2 separate regions of the Rattus norvegicus genome follow, and region 1 is linked to region 2. The links are chromatin contacts, called in public Hi-C maps. All regions are on one chromosome and are shown on one strand. Each heading gives the region's core, a stretch centred on a gene start, on an enhancer-like site or on the middle of the called end of the contact. The rest is flanking DNA. Distances are from core to core; before and after follow the strand shown. Region 1 overlaps LOC102546462 (a long non-coding RNA gene). Region 2 overlaps LOC102546462 (a long non-coding RNA gene).

The links. Hi-C and Micro-C count contacts between places; a contact is called where the count stands out from the background.
Region 1: a Hi-C map of the A7r5 cell line shows a contact between it and region 2, with 5 times the contacts expected there. The contact joins two enhancer-like sites. A contact is called at or near these places in 6 of 12 Hi-C or Micro-C datasets (the A7r5 cell line, frontal cortex, hepatocytes and 3 more).

What each region holds. Positions count from the first base shown.
Region 1 is chr15:58,630,023-58,636,837 of GRCr8, forward strand. All of the region lies in intron 4 of LOC102546462 (a long non-coding RNA gene), which reads left to right. Among named protein-coding and RNA genes, the nearest start is that of Lacc1, 180 kb to the right of the region's middle. Within about 2 kb of position 2,584, at least 13 of the 93 cell types and tissues checked have an H3K27ac peak or open chromatin away from gene starts, as enhancers often do. A contact at or near this core is called in the A7r5 cell line, where this site is marked.
Region 2 is chr15:58,529,018-58,535,907 of GRCr8, forward strand. The region is part of intron 1 of LOC102546462 (a long non-coding RNA gene); the gene reads left to right. It overlaps LOC134482157 (a long non-coding RNA gene), which reads left to right. Exons shown (of 2, transcript XR_010058216.1): 2 at 1-6,890. Among named protein-coding and RNA genes, the nearest start is that of Serp2, 220 kb to the left of the region's middle. Within about 2 kb of position 1,439, at least 15 of the 93 cell types and tissues checked have an H3K27ac peak or open chromatin away from gene starts, as enhancers often do. A contact at or near this core is called in the A7r5 cell line, where this site is marked.

The DNA of each region.
Region 1 (6,815 bases), core at 1,334-3,833, 100 kb after region 2:
GAAAATATGATTATAAATGCCTTTCCCTTTCTTGAGATTATCTACAGAGCTATCTGAGAAAGTCAGAAGTTAAACTGACCTCCTTTGGGGAGTGAAGATCTCTGAATTCCCTGTAGGGTAACAAAATATATCAAACAGGAGATGGTTGGGACCAGCTTCTTAATTTTACAGATGAGAAGATTGAACCCTAGAGCAGCTGGGAGGTTCTCGGTCTCACAGCTGGCCTGTGCCCAACCGGAGCATAAATTTGTCGTTTCTTTGGTCTCGAAGGCTGACATTCTTTCTCCTCAGCTATACTTACTCTTTGAAGAGGGGATGAAAGGGGGATGAAGAGGGGATACTTTCACGTCTGTTGCTGCATTTCTTTGGGAATCACACAATCATAGGCGTTAGATGATGCACACACATATCCCCATTTGTTATTTATTTTCTCACATTTTAGACAGCAGAGAACCGAAGAACTGAGTCCTGACACCCAGAACTGCAACAGCACTGGTCAGACTGTGCTTCTTACAGGGCAAGCGCTCAGTACAGGCATCTGGCGGATGAATGGGAGTCACAGGAAAGGAGCATCAGAATTTGGGTCTCCCTCAGTTGGCAGGGCAGCTCACATCGAGCACAAGGGCATAGTGTCTGCCCATCCCCCAAGTCCCCCCACTAAATAATACAAGCACTCAAACCAAAACAAAGCAAAAACACGTTCAATAGTGATGGCGATTAATGCCATGCTGATCAGTCAGAGAAACAGATCAGTTCAGCATCTTACAGAGGTCCCTGCATGCTGCCGCTTTTGTTTGTTTTGTTGTTGTTTTGTTTTGATTTATTTTGTTTTGTTTTTGGTTTTGTCTAGCCTCTTTAAAACTTCTCTGAATTTCTTCTGTGGCTCTTCATTCCTGCCCAGGGAAGCTGCTTTATCCGCAGGAATCTTGTTCTCCCCATATGCTTTTGAAAGTTCTTCCCAGGATGTCATTCAGTGCATAGGACTGAATGCAAGGGACGGATGCATCATTCCTTCCACAGTCAACTCCACCCTTACTTTCTGGGGATGCTGCGTGAGGACAGTCTTGGCCAGGAATCAAACAAAGCCATACCAGAGCCTGGCTTTGGCTTCTTCTCTGGAAATGCAGAATGAACACACAGGATTTTAGCAGAGCCCGTTACAGCCAGTAATTGAAAATGATGAAGTGTTTTCAAGATCAGCATCTCAGATCACTCATTTATGATTGACCTAGAAATAAATCATTTATTTTAGGTTTAGGCCTTAAAAATAAAAAGCAAAATCAAAGCTCGATGCTTTGTTTTCATGGTTCTCTTTACGTCAGGAAAGGAGATGAGGGACAGCACTGTGGGCTTTAGTGGGGACGGCAATCCAACACTATTTTCCTTTCTTTGTTGGTAACATTTTCCTAGCTGTATCCACTTCCATTTTATGACTCAATTTACTGTGTTTAAAATTACACCACATTCTTCCTGCAGTGCGTAGGTCAACTATATGTACCATGTATACAGTGGGAAATTCTTCCTCACAGATCTGGAGAATGCTATGGACTTTGTATTTGTGTCCTTGTTGCCATGGTGACTAGAAAAGGGCAAAACCAGGGCCTCAGAAAGTGGAGTGGCTAGGCAAACAGGATATCATGACTCGGTGTGCACCTCAAGTGCCTCAAGAGGTGGATTAAAACGTCTTACAACCGCTGTCATAAAATTCACTTTCCATTTCTCCTCTGTGGGTTATTGCCTGATATACATATTCTCAAAACAATCACTTCACTCAGCTTGGTCCTTCCCCTGCGAGGTACAGCTTGGTGGCCATTTCTCTCTGATGCTAGTCTCTGCAAATCCAGGAGGAAGGCGGTACAGCCACATGTGAAGAAGACACACCGATGAGAATAGCTATAAACCAGGCTATTTCCTTGAAGCCTTTCACTTCAAATCCATTTCCATGAGAATAATAAAGCATTCTCTCTGCTTGTTTAAGAGGTTGCTAAATAAACGTGGGCAACGCGTAACAACACTGAGGTGTTAAACATTTACCAGCTGTGAGCATACAGCCTGTTCTTTATGTTGGGCAATGGTTCCCTGCTCCCCAACTCAATATTTCTTCATATATATACTTTAGCTACCCTTTGCGTTGAACTTAAAGGGCTTGTCCTCAAAAGTAACTTTGGATATGGGTAGAGAATGTCACCCTTGCCAGGCCCAGGACTGTCACAGCAAAGGCGAGAAGAGAACATTTCCTACCCTCATCTTTTCTATTTCTAGTTTCATTCAAACGTGGGCTGCGGGAGAGCCTTCATGCAGCGCTTCCCTGTCCCCTCTGCCCATTGCATAGGACTAACAGTATGTCCAGGTCTTCTAATCCGTGGTTGAACTTTTAACTTCCAGCCTAGTATGTACGTTTTCCACAATCTTGTTGTTTTTCTCAGTGTATTTTCATGTAGACAATATAATGGACATTAAGTCATAGGACTACATTTAAGTGTTTATTTCCTGCTCTTAATATAATTTCATACTAGATACACTAGTGAATCAAAAATATTTTAGCTGCTATCCTGGCCCCTCTTCTGCCATCTGGTGGACAAATGAGGAAGCGGTGGGGATTAAATAAAAGGACGTAGCTTTTTTCTTTATGAAACCCGTAAGTGCTTCTATTAGGAAGTGTTTAGGGGGCGTTATTCATCGAATGGTGCCCACAAAGGCTCACAATCAAACGCCATTCTCTGTGGAATAAACAAATCCAGTCGGTTGCTAGGAAGACTATTATATGTTATGGATTTGGAAGCCTCGTGGCTGGGTTAACAGAACAGTCAGTAAAATGCTCGCCTTGCAAAGAGGCCCCAACTTTAATATCCAGAACCCACTAAAAAGTAAGCTGGCTTAGAAGCCTAGCAGTGTGGAGGAAGAGAGACAAGTGGCTCCCTGGGGCTCAATGACCAGCCAGACTAGCATACTTGGTGTGTTCCAGGCCAGAGAGACACCCTATATATCAACAACAAACCAATAAAAAAAAAAACCCTTATATTCAGTAAAGGGGGATGGTGCCTGGGTAACAACTCTCCAGATTGTCCTCTGGTTCCCACATATAACCCTGCACACACTCTGTCTTTGTGCACCTTAACACGAACACACATAAACATAGAAAAGAGAAAAAGCTTCCAATGTTAGAGCTACAAAGAGGGCTACCTTCACTCATTTTAGTAGGGGTCTAATGACATTACACCCCTGACTACAGATGCTTTCCTAAGCATTACGGGAGGGAGAGAGGGAGGAAGGAGGAAAGGAGGGAAAGAGGGAGGGGAGGAGAGAGAGAGAGAGAGAGAGAGAGAGAGAGAGAGAGAGAGAACAAGAACAAGGGAAGAGAATATTTTATGTTACAAAGAAAAAAATTGAGCACATTAGTATTCCTTAAACCTTCACAAAGTCAGTCTCTCTCTCATATTAGACTTAGGACCTTGGACATGCAAGGTGAGCAGTCTACACCTGTGAAAGATGTTTTTATGAGAAAATTATCCCTGCGTACATCTACATTTTTAATCAAATTTATTATTGCATGATTTGTAATATCCAAATTGTTGCCAGTTTGGGGAAAGTGGTAGCCCTTCTCAAGTGAGCTCGAATAAGCTTGATGAATTTCCCCATGGGTAACCAAACCTGAATTCCTATCTTCCACCCAAACTCATAAAACAGAGACAGCCAGAGTCATCCAGGCAACATCATGCTTGCTAACTATCCCATCTATTCTGCGAGCATTCTGTATGCAGAGTGAGTTTGGCTGAAAACACTACAGGACAAAGGACAGGCTGTGTTAAGAATAACTTGGAGCTCTTGGTTTGGTCCACTGCCACATGCCCTTTGATTTTACAAGGACATTGAAATCTGATGAAGGTACATTGTCAAATTCCAGAATCATTACTCATGGATAGTAAAAAAAATGGTGATATAGCTGGTACACTCCAATGGGGCCCTTGAAATTCTAGCCCTGCTTCCTGACTCCTCCACTTAGCATCCTCTTGGCCATAGCTAGAGTACACATCCAGTCAGAAATAACCTAGGCTTAAAGAGGGGGTGGGAACTCCATGTTTAACATTGCTGATTATAATAATCAATGGGATATTTTGACTACCTTGATATGGGATGCTTTTCTAAACAACATGAAAATTTCTGTTGGCCAAAAATAGACTTTAAAATTATAGCCTCTAGACTTTGTAGTGGTTTCTCTACACCATTTCCCTCACCCCCCCCATGCCCTCCCCCAGATTCTCAGCCACTATGGCAATGTGAAAAGTAAATGTATTTTCACAGTTGACTCCAAAAAACCTCTGTGTTGTTGTTGTTGGTGGTGGTGGTTGTTGTTTTCTTGTTGTTGTTTTTGTTTTGTTTTGCTTTTTTCTTTGTTGTTGTTGTTGTTGTTGAGTGCCGGCAATTGACCTCATGCAATATTTTGCCCATAAGTGGTACGCTGTGATCCTCCAGGATCAAAGTTACCTGGAGCCAGTAGGCATTTCTGAATATTGGATCAACTCCTTTCTTTTATTGAAGTTGATAATATGGTAACTAAAATATTCTGAAATAACAGTGTAACACTTGAAAGATGAAGAATTACAAAGGAGCTGAATCCAAACCCATTTGTTGTGGCACACACTGAGAGATGGGAACCCGAACAATAGCTTTTGTAAAGGAAACAAAGTTTCCTGTCCCTGTTGCCAGTTTTAATAAATAAAACATCAGAGCCATTCCTTAGAAATCTGTTCAACAACTGTTTGACTGGGTAAGATGTAAGTGCTAGCCACAAGACGGGACTGTGGGTCACTGCTGGTGACACAGGGTGTTTGACCTTTAGTTCCAAGGCTCGCAGATTATGTTGATGACAGACACAGGGGTAAGGCTAGAAAGCATAATCACAAGCAAAAAATAATGTGCACATTTATTGAGCCAAATTTACCAGCGCTAAACTAAGAATGAATACACACACACACACACACACACACACACACACACACCCTGGGCAAGCAGTGATTTCATTTGAAAGATGTAGTAGTTTGTGGTAATCGATATAGGGGTTATAATGTGTTATAGTTAAAAAACACCTCTGAAATGTTGGGGTACATTATGCAGACTTATGAATGTGGAATAATTAATCTTGATTGCAAACATAAAGGGTTTTAGAATGAGGGATGAGACAAACCTCTGAGTGTGCTTATGAGGGCATTTCCGGAGAGGTTTAACTGATTTAGAAAGACTCAACTGACATGGAGAAGCACCATTTCACTAGCACTGGGCCGACTAGTTATAAAGGAGAAAGCCAGTTGGGTACCAGTCTGCATCATTCTAAGCTTCTTAGCTGCAGATACAATGTAACCAGCCACCTAAATCCACCACCCCTTGACCCTGAGTATCCTCAGACCATAATCTAAAATAAAACTTCTCTAAGGTTCTTCTGTAAGATACTTTGTCACAGCAATGTGAAGAGTAAACCTTCCCATGAATCCAGAACTAATTAGTGACCAACCTTACATCGTGTGATGGCTTTACTAATTGAAGTATTGCTTCCTTTGTTGAACACTTTACATTATTCAAGCCACAGACATAGTAGCACATTCCTAAGTAACCAGTGAGAACAGGAGGGGCACTTTCACCAGCAAATGTTTATTGAAGGCTTACTTCGCTTCAGACATTGATTTGGGGGATAAATGATGGGCAAACAGAACTCTTGTCACATGCAGTTATCAGATCAAGAAGAGAACAAAAGACATACAAATCGTTGATCATTTTTCACACTAAATATAAAAGAACAAAAACCCACATTCATGAGTCACATTGCAAAAGACTTTATTATCATCTTTAGATTGGGAAGTGGGGAGATGAAAAGAATATACAAATGTCTTATTTAGATACAGGAAAAGATTTTAGAAAGGGAAGACAAACTATGTTCTGAAAGGGTCTGATAACTAGAAGTAAGGCTAGTGTGGTGGTCTCGGGGAGGTTCAACATGCCACAGGACAGCTGATACAAATAAAATTGAGACTACTCTAGGAAAAAGATTTTTACCAATCAACTAAGCAAAGCAGAAAGAGCTTGGTCAAGGGCTATGTGATGGTTAATTGTCAACTTGACCCAATGTATCATCCATCACCCGAGAATCTCAAGGAGGGATTGTCCAGATCAGGGTGGCCTGTGGGCTGTCTGTGAGGGAATTATCTTGATTAAAATTTCAATGATGTAGGAAGATCCAGATTGTGGGCAGTACCATTCCCTAGAAAGGACTTCATTGGGCTATATAAGACTAGAGAAAGCTGAGTACTACTAGGCTTTCACACACTCATTTCCCTCTGCCCTTGACTAAGGATGTGATATGACTAGCTGTTTTAGGCTCCTGCCTCTTTGACTTCCACACACAAATGGGCTGTAACCCAGAATTACAAGTTAACATCAACTTCTTCCCCTCTAAATTGTTGTTTTTTTTTAAATCAGGGCATTTTTAATCCCAGCAGCAGAAATAAAGCTAGGACACAGCTGATAGGTCTGACCTCTGTGGCCCCAGATGGGTTAGTATCTGTTGGCTCTTCTTGCTCAACCAATGGAGCTGGAGTGAACCTTCAGGAACATTCGAACTCTGAATACATGTCATATTTCCATTGTAAACAGCACACCGTACCATCAGGCACTTAATGCATGTTCAATGGAGGAATGAGAGTGTCGGATACGTCAGAGAAGATGCAGAGCACGGTAATCCTTAAAACGCTCTCTGGATGTTGCATGGATTCCATGAAGTGAATTATAGGAAATGTTAATTGCTGCTTGGAAATTCCAACTGG
Region 2 (6,890 bases), core at 189-2,688:
CACTACCCTATTCTCGGAGCATTCTGAGCCACTGATCGTGAGGGTTCCCGGGACAAACTTCTTCACGCAGGTATCACTGGACAAATATATAAAGTTCCTAAGACACACTCAGCCACACAGTTAGAAAGGCTCCAGCCATACATCTCTCTACTTTGTTCTCCTTGCTGTCTTCCGTGTGTATTGGCTGAAGAACCACGAAGCATTGCATGGTCTCTGACTTTGAGACCCTCAGAAACCTTTGACCGATGGCTTTTGTCAAAGCTTTCTGCAGCCTTAACACACATACAATCGCACTAAAACACCTTGACTTGTTAGGTCACCTCTTTCTAATTCTGTCTGGCTTTTCTTCCTGCAGTCACCCACCCTTTGGTAAATTGTTATTTGTCTTTCCAACATCAAACCTTTCACCAACTAAGACTGTATGTGTCCTTTGTCATCCTCCCAACAGCCCTCTCTGTGCCTTCTCTGTGCCTCTGTACCGTCCTCCTAAGGCCCTTCCCATAGCCGCCCGCAGCACCATCTTTTTCAGTCTTACCCTGTGATGTAGAGAGGCATGGTTTCTTCCAGTCTCTACCTCTAGCCCAGTTGAGGACATGTGAGAGATGGTTTTTTATTCAGTGGCTTCCTGCTGTTTCTGTCTCAGCATGCTCTTTCATGCAATAAATGGTTCCTACAGGCCGGCTGCAGATATCTCTCTGTACCGGAACCTGTCTTTCCTCTGGGCACTCATCCTAGCTGTTGACTGAGCACTTGGGTCTGTCCTCCAGTTCCAGTCTCGTTTGGCTAAGGTTTGTCTTTGCTGCCTACCAGCTCCAGGGGCACAGAAAGATGTAGTGGGTTCTAAGGAGGGGAGTAAGGGATGAGATCCCAGGACTGCTCACACAGACCTGCTTTTACTGCCATTTAAACACCGTGATTAGTCAACTCAGCCCCCACTCAGCTCCCTGTGCACGTTCCATAGTTCTCAAGGCTACATGGAAAGGCAGGAAAAAAGTAGAAGGCAGAGGGAGAGATGGGGAACTATCTTTCCCCCCTCAGGCCACTGTGAGAACTCGTTATTACACATAGAAGTTATGTATCAGGGCCACTAGGGATATCGAGGCATGCTACCTTACGTGGCACCCAGGGAGAGTCCCTTACAGCTCCCCCCAGTATCTATTATCCCTCTCCTCCTTTGTGGGAAAGAAACCCCTGACCTTTAAGCTTCAGTTAAATCCCTGGTCTCTTCCAGTAAATCAGCAGCCTCCTCTCCCTTCCTCTTGTTTTGTGACACCTGTTGACTGAGGGACACAAGGTCGGCATTCCCGCACCCTTGTGGTTGTGAGGTAATTGGATATTATCACTTTCTCAGAATGTCTTTACAGTCATGAGGAGCTGAGCCACGCTGCCTCCTGGGAGCTGACTGTGTGGTGAGATAAGATGACCACCACATTCCGTTCCAGGCCCATCATCCAATCACTCTTCCAAAGAGGACAGCTTTGTGGAGTCTCTGAAGGGAGTAACAGTCTAAAGCACTCAGCTCAAACAGAATTCCATGCATAACACCCATAACCCGTGCTTCCAATAATCTGTCTGGGTATGTGGTGTGTCAACAATTTCGGGTCTCACTTCCTGCTTCTGTTTTCATCACCAGCCTCCTTTGGAACTTAAAAAAAGGCATAGGCATCTTGTAGGTGACGGTACAAACCCCATTACCAAAGATCTTTCTCGCACACTGTTTGCTATGTAGAAAGCATATATTGACGTGTGCCTCTCTGTATTAGTAAGGTTGCCTGGTGTGACAACTCCTCTCACACATTTTTATCTGTTTAAATCTTAGGTAGATTACTCAACTTTTCTGTGCCTGAGAAACGGGGGTAACATGCTGGGATGTGCCACACAGGTTTTGTGAAGATTGAATGACTCATTTAGAATAATTTCTATCAAATTATTAACACTATTGTTTATAGGTCACCGTAGAGGGGTATTTTTGCCTTTCTTTATTTTTGCCGTTGCTATGGACTCCATGATCTTTCTTCTATGTAAGAACTCACAGAACCCTTGAATATGTCCTTTGACTCCCTTAAGTATCTATAACTCTGAGAATCTCTAGTTTTGCAGAGTTCCACACCAGAAGACGAAAGACTCTGGGGAATCTGCAGTTGTGGATAGACTCCCCTGAGAGAGGGGTAATGACTGAGTGGGGCCGATGGTCCAATAGCTAGGGTGGGCAGTTCCTGAAGAAGCTCGCGGTTGGTGGGGATTGGTGGGGTAGTGCGGTAGTTGGCTGAGTGGCAGACACATTAGCCAACAGGCAGTGGGGCAGACTGTGATAAAGATACCAGGCCCTGAGCTAGGGAAGGAGAGGAAAGGTTTGCCTGCATTGAACAGGCACAGACAAGTTTCCCGGGAGAAATCAGAAGGTGGGGGACTCGGAAGAATGACCGCGATTTTCAGGGCCAATGAGAATTCTGGCACCTTGTTTTCCCTGGTCGTTGTTGTTGTTTTTTGAGACTTTATTCCTGAGCTGCTCTGAGCCCAGTCTGGGGGATTGCTGCAAAGGCTTATCACCACATTCTTCTTAAAGCACTTGGAGAATTTCCTACCACCACGGGACAATGACCACATTAAACTTGACCTTCAAGACACAGCGGATAGGGGACTCTGGCCTTTCTGATCGCTGGTTCAGCGCTATCTCTGGCCACTGCCACCTTCTAAAATCTTCAGTTAGTGTGGTTAACATTAATATGTGAACTGGATGAGGGCGAATTATTTCTAGAATTATCAGCAATATTCTAGACTATAAGAAGCCCTTCCTATCTAAAGGGCAATTAAAAACAACCCTTTTCTTCCTCGATTAGTAATCTACCTCGGATGGAAAAAGCTAGTGTGAGCACCCTGGAGTCCGAGATACCTTTGAACTACCATATACTGCCTCTGGTCCTTTCATTTATGGAACAGCTCCTGTTGTCTCACATCTTTACCTTTTCCAGGTACTTCTAAGAAACATCCAACATTACATGGCAAAACATTTACAAATCAAAAACATTATCAACATTCCTATGCCGATGTGCCCACGGTGAATTAACTGTAAAATAATATCCCGGGCCATGTAGAACCTCTATTTTATATGCAGTGAGTAACATCTGAGGTTAATCTTATCAGGCATGGTTTTAAAGTACTTCATATGCGCGTGTGATTGTGCGTGTGTGTGTGCTGTGTATGTATGTGTCTCTGTTTATGTGTGTGTATATGTGTGTGGTGTGCTGTGTGCATATGAATGTTTGTGTCTGTGTGTGCTGTATACGTGTGTGTGTATGTATTGTGTGTCTGTGTGTCTGTATGTTTCTCTATATGTGTCTGTGTTATATGCAGTGAGTAATATCTGAGGTTAACCTTATCAGGCATGTTTTTTTTGTGTCAGTATGTGTATATATTTGTGCATATCTCTTTCTGTGCATCTGTGTATTGTGTCTCTGATTTTATATTTGTATGTGTACACTTTTTGCAGCTAACTTTAGATGAAACAATGTTCATTAATGAGTGAATTGTGGATTTACAGATGGCCACCAAGGATATGAAACTAGAACAGAGCAAAATATGCAAGTTGTCAAATCAGTAGGGCAACAAAGAACCTCCCCAATCCACAAATGTCAAGAGCAAGGCTCAGAAAGCTAAGCTATTTGAGTTGAAGACATTGTTACAGAGTGGCAGAAGCAGCTTTTAGTGTTAAGGGTGTTTCTCCTAATAACATAATTCTTGAAGCAAGAAGATTTAATTACCGTGCTTTCGACCGAGAACAAGCCTAGAGAGAAAAGAACTCTTGCACTCGCTCTCCTTCGCCTCCTCCTCCCCCAGGCAGTGATCTCTGAGGCAGGCTGTTCGTATGCACAGGCTAATTTTACCAACAACTCTGGAAAGCTGCACTTGTTAGGAACATAGTCAGAAAGCAGTTGACGTTGTGAGACTTGAGTTCATGTTTGCAGGCATCTAATGGAACAGTGAACTCAGCGCCCGGCTTAGGGAAGCAATCTGTCTCCATGGCAGGGGAGACACTGGGGAAAGACATCCTAGACCATGCCTCTGTAGAGCCAATTCTCCAGTCGCACTAGTCAGTTCAAAGGTGATCAGCATTCAGCTGTGGATGAGCTCTGGGGGCCAGGATACCCGAGAAAGGTGCACAGGCAAACACCCTTACATTCCGGAGCCTGACCCCGCTCCCGTCTTCTGACTTGCATCTCTCTGTGTAAGCAGTGAAGCTAGACTTCCCAGGTTCCTTCTTCTGGGATCTGCAACTTGTTGTGTAATGGTCTTTAGTCTGTGTGTCTAACCCCATTTCACTAACTGGGGATAACACCTGACACAACCCTTGTAGGATGATGTAAAAATGAAATGAACTCCTTTAGGTGAATACCCTTGGGCCGGCGTTCTGACGTGTTATATGTCCTCTTGTTACTATTATTGTTACCTATTGTTTCTTGGTCATAGAAGGAGGGTGTATATTTTAATTTTTTCAATTGTGTTCTTATAGGAGAGGGAAGAATATCCAAATTATCTGAGGTACTCAATAAAATATGATTTCCTCTCCATCTTCTGTCACCAGCTTTCTGGAAATCAAGGTACTATAGGTCCAGGGTGATATACATACATACACACATACACACATACATACATACATATATACATACACACATACACATCATACATACATACACACATACACATATACATACATGTGTGCACACATACACATCATACATGCATACACACACACACACACACACACACACACACACACACACATTTTTATCCTGACTCTTGACCTTACTGTTCATAGGAACCCTAACTTTTAGAGATTTTTCTGCAGTCTAAAGGGTATTTTTGTGCTGGGAAGATTACCAGGGTAGTGGATGGTTGGGTTGGGCAGAGCACATGTTTATTTTACTTTTTTATTGCTGTGATAAGATACTATGACCAAAGCAGCTTCTAAAAGGAAGAGTTTGTTTTGGACTTACAGTTTCAGAGGTTGAGAGACCACGAGGGTGCAGAGGAGGCAGTGGGCAGCAAGAAGCTTGAACAGTGTCAGAGAGCTTATGGAGAGCTATGTCTCAAACCAGGCAGAGAGGGTTAACTAGAAATGGGCAGGTCTTTTGGAACCTCAGAGTCCCTCCAGTCCCCCCTTGTAGTGGCACACTTTATCCATCAGGGTCATCCCTCTTAGCCCTCCCCAAACCCAAACAGCAACCAACTGGACACTATGTATTCAATTCCTGAGCCTATGGGGAACATCTCATTCAAGCAACCACAATATGATGTAAACTTCATCTCCTGTCGAGAGAGAGAGAGAGAGAGAGAGAAAGAGAGAGAGAGAGAGAGAGAGAGAGAAAGAGAGAGAGAGAGAGAGAGAGAGAGAGAGAGAGAGAGAGAGATTGAAACCAACCCAGTGTACAGTCCCGACATCCTTCCACTTTATACTCTAGATCTGCAGATGAGCCCCTTAAAGCCACCGATGATATTATAAAGACTGTATGTATTTGGGGCCACTAAGACCTTGCAACTTCAATTTTAATTGCACAGTGTTGCATGTATTTATGGGCAGCTGCCTTTCAATAATAATCTGTGAGGCTGTGTTTCCAGGTCGGTGCACAGAAGTGCAACTCATTTTTATAGCTGTGTTCTTAAAAAACACTTTTTGTTACTGGGTATGCAAATGTCTTCCTGAGAGCTTTTGTTAATTCTGAGGCACTGTATAACAATGGAGACCTTTTACACAGGTCGCTTAGCCTGGTTTTCTTAGGATACAGTCCTCCTAGTATAATGGTTTGGTTGTAAGCTGGACTTCTTGGTAATTTCAAGGTGCATTTCTGAAGCCCTTGAAAGAGTTCATCACTGCCTGTTCCCCAATTTCCCCCGGCATAACATGTGTACTCTTAGAAGGAGGAAAGCTGACCTAGACCATCTTTCCAAGTGAATGCAACTCTGAGCACAAGATGATAATTTGTGGTTGGTGAAGTAGTTTCGATTTTACAAGTGAACTGAACCTTCCTTGTTAGACAATGTGTGACCGCCTCTTTCCTGACACCACTGTGCTCTTAATGTTGAATTAAGTATTCAACACTGGACATCATCAGCATCGACCCACCTTCTACACCTGCTTCTTCTCAATGATTCCTGCTCTAGGATTGTAAAGAAGTCCTTGGACCTGCAAGGGTGGGTCAAGGTAAGTGTGGATGTGGGGACTCATGAAATCAGAAGAAAAGTCCACAAGAGAGAGGTCGGTCGGTCAGGGAGCAGGACAGAGCCTCTTCCCACATTTCTCTGCTCTTTGCTCACAGTCATTAGCAGCATAATGTAACAGCCTACTCCCCCTCCCACCCTCCTATAATCTCCTGCAATTCCATCTATGCCTGTGTTTTCATACTGTGTTGTCTCACTTCATTGGCTGTGTTATAACTCCCAATAAGTGGCACACAATGGATGTCCCATCCCCCAAAAGCTGGCCCCAAGTAAATGGCTTTAGGGGGCTTAACAACAAATCTGAGGCATTCCAAATGGATTCTGCAAGGATTCTAAATTCCCAGAACCCAGCGTGACTGTTCATCGCTAGATCTATCTCTTGGATGCAGGAGGCAGATATCCAGCGATGTGATGATGCAGACCATTGGCTTTTGTGACCTAATGGTTCCCATGAAGAGAGGAATGCATGTCTTTAGAACAGGAGGTGCAGACCAACCAGCAGCAGTGGAATTATAGGCTTCGTCTTCTGCAGGCATCACTTACCAGTTTATTACCATGGAGACAAAACCCTGTCTGTCCTCTGCATTTTCAAGTGGTTTATTAACCTTTGACTGTGCACATCTTCTCCACAACTAAAAGCCACTTAAAGGAAGAAAGCAAGAAAGCAAGCAAGC